Regions from separate parts of the Anser cygnoides genome. Here region 2 is linked to region 1. Evidence: chromatin contacts called from public Hi-C data. All regions are on one chromosome and are shown on one strand. The core of a region is the stretch at or near the end of the contact, and the rest is flanking DNA. Distances in the headings are between cores, read along the strand shown.

Region 1 (2,788 bases), core at 118-2,617:
GTAAACAGTGGGAACATACAGTGATGAGTGGGGGGAAGGAAGTGGAAGACTTTACTTTTCTGTGATAGAAACCTGCAATGGGGCTTCAACTTTGTTGCAAAACCATTTTGCAAGAGACAAGAGTTTCAGAATTGTAACAGCTTTGATTAGGGAAAGTTATTACAAAGGCTGCTAAATAAAGCAGTAACCAAAAGGTAAATATATTTATGTGGTTTTTGAGCTTTGGCTCATTACATGGCAATTAAAATAGCCTTCTGAGGCACATACAGTTCTTACCAGATCTAGAATTACAGCCTTTGAATTCAAATTGTGTGCACAGTCACTGTATTTTTATGTATGCCTTGTTTTCAGTTTAAAATCATATGTTTTAAACCATAAACCAAGAAAAGGTTTCAGATTATGGCATTAAGCATTCTCTGTTTTGTTGAGACACTGTTGCTTAAAAACAAAGCTAAAACATGCCCATAATTTCATAACAAAGAAATATTTTTCAATACTTTGAATGTTATACCACATAACAAAATTGTTGACAATATATCTTTTTTTCCCCCAGCCTGTTCCACTGCTAGATGTTTATGCCTGTAGTGAATGCATGCATATATATAGGCCTTTGGCTAGCAAGGGCTAACCATAAGCCTCTGTAGAATCACTGTTACCTATTTCATTCTTGTTTTGTGAACTGTTTACCAGTTCATGTAACATGTAACAGTTCTGTAGCCCTCATCCACCCTGATTATTCATATTAACTTTAGGAAAAACAGAACAGAGAATAGGTGGCAAAAACAAAACAAACAAACAAAAACTTTGTTTTTCATCATAAAGCATCTCAACTGATCAGATGCTTTTAAATATTATTTGGGCTAAAATGGTATTCAAAAGTTAAAGTCTCTTGAAGATCCAGATAACTCCTCTTCACACAGCACCTTTTTAATTGAGAAAGACTTGTACAGAGAGTATCTGACATCACACATCTCAAAATGCTTTCAGAAATGTCAAAGCACGATAATTATCAATTACCATTCCATCTCACAGAATGACCTGAAAATCTTTAAAAAAAAAATTAGATTTTTTACAGAGAGTTCAAACAGAAAAACTAAGAAACTGCTGAGACAATGAGGCTCTGTGTGAAAAAGCCAAATTGGTCTCCCAGAAGTAAGGATTAATTACTACTCAAGCAAGGAAAAACATCTCAACCACATTTTTTTTTCCACATTATTCAAGAAACTCACCTCTTCTAATTATACAGACCAATTAAAATGCTTATATCTAGCCCTGGAGGAGGGAAAGCCTTACCACAAGTCCTTTAAAATGGAAAGGTTGGGACAGACAATATCAAGGTATTTTTATCTCAAGGGGATGTTTTCCCCTATTTTTTATTCTACTTGTTTTCACAAAGTACTTATATCAAACTTCCTACCTTCCAGTAGGAGGGCTGAAGGCAAGATTGAAAATTTTCTGATTTAAGATAGCTCGGGCATTTAGGAATGAGTTTTTGTAACAAATTGAATGTGATAACAACAGCAAAAAGACTTAAGGTTTCTGGGGACCTTGCCAATTCCACATCCTGTGTTTGTATGAATTATGTGCATGTGAAACTTGCCAAGTTCACAGCCAACTTTTCTTTCTTTTTCTATGTGAGATTACAGAAATCTACAAAATGCACTTTAAGAAGTAGTTATTTTCATTTATCCACAGAACCAGCAAATATATACCATAGTATATGTCTTTTTGTTCATTACATTCTAACTTTGTCTGATTGCATGCAAAGAATTATGCAGATAAAATATTTTAGGACCCTTTTTTGAGGAAAAGAGGACTTTAAATTCACTGTATGATAATCACTTTTACACATTGATTTCCAGCATCTTACTTTTTTAAAATAATAATTTAAGGTTATTGTAGAAAACAAACATAAGTAAACAGAGGATTATTTTATTCTTCATTACTTTTGACAGTCATTTTCTACTGTACTTCTGCTTTTTGATTATATTCAAAAGCCGTAACAAAAACAATTTGTTTTATTCTCTGGAAGATTGTTCCGAAGACACGTGAATCTCAAATTGGAAGAATTTACTGCTATCCTTGAACTTTACTTGTATTGTAATCTCCACACTCCCTTTCAGATCTTTTTGTTACTCTACAATCCCCAGTATTTTGCAGTTAACTTGCTACAATTCTTCAGTGCTGCATTGTTGATGAAGTCCTGTAAGTGGCACTATTTTGAACAATTTGGATGGGAAGATAGCAACTTATATGTTAAACTGTATAGCAATCTCTGATGTTTCTGCACTGTACTGAATATTGAAAGTGAATGTATAACTGAGAAAATATTAATTCTAAGTTGATATTTGAAATGTGATATCTGTCTTGTAGCATTTACCTGGGAATAGGCTGTAGATTGGCAATACAAGTGGAGTATCTTACTACAACACAGCTAGCATTAGAACCTATGTTTGCATAAACACAAAAATTGCAGCCTTTAACTGCATCACAATAAAGTGAAGTTTTCAGCCATTATTTGAAGACAATTATATCATTGTAAGATGCTTTATATTAGTATGACTAACAGGTTCTCTATAGGGAACAGAATACTTTACTGATAAAGACACCTTCACACTGGTATTTTTTTACAGGTAGTAACTAGCAGTATTATTTTGGACAAAAATAAAAACAGCACGTCACCAACCTATATAGCTTACAGATACAGACTGGGACTAGCATAAGAAAGAAAATTTGTTCTCTTAAAAGCTGCGAAGTGTCTCCTTGCATGTAATTTCTTGAAAGTTTT
Region 2 (2,700 bases), core at 192-2,691, 85 kb after region 1:
ATTTAAAGCAAGTGACAAATTGGATTAGCCCAGCTGAACACTAAGAAGGAAGCTGAGGACTTGAAGGAAGGAAACGACTCATTCTCTGTGTTTGTGTACGGAAAAGCCTGAGTAATACAAGGTTGCCTGGTCTTGTACACCTTTGATGATTATTTTGGGCCATTCCAGTGAAAAGAACATTTCACTTATGTCCCCCTCACCACAAGGTGGCACGTATGTACTCTGTTATTTAACTGCCTCTACAGTTTGCTTCAATTTCTAAGAAGTAACTGTTACCTATTTCTACAGAGTGGGAGGAGTGGCGATGGAAGAAAAGCAGGTAATGATAAACAGCATTATTATATCAAGTACAGGCAATTAAAGGTAGGTAAACCATTCTTGATTCATGAATTAATTCCAAACTTTCCTTCTTACTAGTATTCTGCAGAAGGGTCTGAAGCGTATTCACATTAAGCGTGGAAATTAGACAAGATAAAGAGCTATTGAAAACCTAGCTTCTATATGTTTTACAAATACATTCATCAGAATTTCGACAGAATTTAAGGGTGAAACAGAACATAGACTTCGGATAGCAGACTGATGCCAAAGATGGATATAAGCACAGAGAAGCAGAAAGCCGGGCACATCTACCCATGTCTTTGACTCTGGGAAGTTTAAGCCTCCTGGTTATCCATTGGTTGAAGTATGAGGCTTTACTTCCATCACTGCACCTTTTCATTCTCATGTTGTGAGTTTCAGAAACCAGTAACTACTTCAATGATCCTTGTGGGTCCCCACCAACTCAGATATTCTATGATTCTACCTATGTTAAGGAAGGCTGTTTCCTAGTAGCACTTTTTCCTTCATGCTAATAAAAGTTGTGCTTAAATGTCAGGCTTTCAAACATCCACATATGCATTCTCATTTTCCCCTAGTGGCTAATCAAGTGAAAGTCTCAGTGATTTTTTTGCAGTCGTTCCTCTTTTCAAGTCCATGATATAAAAATATGCAGCACAATCTATAATGGTCACAGCACACTCTCCACAATACATAATGTACCCACATGTTTCATATACCCACCAGAAATACAATAAGCAGACTATGAATCCACCAAGCTGCACAAAAGATTTCAAAGAAAACAGATAAATGTGTGTGTATGAAAGAGAGGAGGAGAAATTTTTTTAAAGACAGAAAAATACTGAACTAAACCAAAGCACAGAAACACTAAGTAGCACGCAAAGCAATTCTATCCACACATCATGGGATGTGTACTTTTAGAAAGTAGATTCTTGGAGATTTAAAGTATAAACTATGTACATAGCTCCCTCTGATGACCATTGGACACGATACAATGCAAGTCTCCTTTTATTTTTGTTCGTGCATTCAACTGACAGCTGACTGGTTAAATTCTAATTGCTTCCAAGTGAGGTCAGCAAAGGTATTTATCGAAAAGGACTGAACAACAGACTCAACACACACATGCACGCGCACTCATAAGCACACACATCTCTCTAGCGTGTTGATTTATGGAAACAATTACAATTTTGGTGGAGTCTTTCTGAGCTGAGAAAGTTTGTAGCTACAACAGAGTATCTCATGTTGCAAAAAGCAGACAACAGAAATGGAATACTTGGGTATCCAGCTCTTATCAACAGGAACAAGTAAGTTATCTATCCTTTACAGAAACATTCAGCAGTTTCTAACAGCTAATAACCTTTATCTTCATTTGTATATGCTAGATGCTAAAAAACATTATGAAAACTATTTCTTTTAATAAACTGAAAAATGTAGGAATAAAAATACAGGCTAAGACTGTGAAGTCTGTCTTGAAATTTGAACTAGAGAAATGTTATCTGATAGATTGTGCTAATAGTGAAGATATATGTATGAAGTAATCAGCAGAATTTTACCATGCATGATAAAGTCGTTCAACTGAATCAATATGGGATTTTTGGACTGATTTAAGACTGAGACAGAACTATGTTTACAATCAGTTTAAATGTCTGTTTACGTAAATTGTTATGAGAGATATCTATTGTATATATATATTTGCATATTTGTAAAAGTCAGCTTAGCGTGTTATACATTTATGTATAGTACTTTTCAGTAGCATAATGTGTCCTTGCACGTTTGTAACAATTGAGCATAAAGACTTACACTTGAACCTTTTCTCACAGATCTTTTACTTTCAGTGCAAGCAGCAAATTCAAGTAGTACAGAAGGTCACAACAACAAAGGTTTTTATAACTTGTGTCTTTAAAGGATATTCTGACTGCAGAGATTTTTAAGAAGCTCTTCTATTTCACCATTAACTATTAAGGAATAAACGATCAGAATTCTAGAAGAGGGAACTATCTCATTTAAATGAATCTGTAACTCGTAAAGACAGAAGGCAGGTCGGTGACCTAAGAGCAACAGTCTACTTGAGATTTAATTTTCATTATGTTGTTCATGAACACCCAGAACACTGCACTATAATGCACAAATGGATACTGACATGGATCCTGCCAATTTTGCTCTACAGATCATACTTTTACATTATCTTTCTAATGGGCACTATATCTTTAGCTTGCAATGACATGACTCCAGAGCAAATGGCTACAAATGTGAACTGTTCCAGCCCTGAGCGACATACCAGAAGCTATGATTATATGGAAGGGGGGGATGTAAGAGTAAGAAGACTTTTCTGTCGAACTCAGTGGTATATGAGGATTGATAAGC

Evidence for each region. A called contact is a pair of places that touch in the nucleus more often than the background predicts.
Region 2: a Hi-C map of liver shows a contact between it and region 1, with 3 times the contacts expected there. The contact joins the promoter of FGF7 here to the enhancer-like site in region 1. A contact is called at or near these places in 2 of 7 Hi-C or Micro-C datasets (granulosa cells and liver).

The regions. Positions count from the first base shown.
Region 1 is chr11:21,971,999-21,974,786 of Taihu_goose_T2T_genome, forward strand. All of the region lies in intron 3 of GALK2 (galactokinase 2), which reads left to right. Among named protein-coding and RNA genes, the nearest start is that of GALK2, 7.5 kb to the left of the region's middle. Within about 2 kb of position 1,368, at least 1 of the 3 cell types and tissues checked has open chromatin away from gene starts, as enhancers often do.
Region 2 is chr11:22,056,619-22,059,318 of Taihu_goose_T2T_genome, forward strand. FGF7 (fibroblast growth factor 7) reads left to right here and starts at 1,442. Exons shown (of 6, transcript XM_067003800.1): 1 at 1,442-1,640; 2 at 2,548-2,700. The coding sequence starts at 1,601. The region is part of intron 7 of FAM227B (family with sequence similarity 227 member B); the gene reads right to left. It overlaps LOC125180699 (a long non-coding RNA gene), which reads left to right. Exons shown (of 4, transcript XR_007159493.2): 4 at 289-582.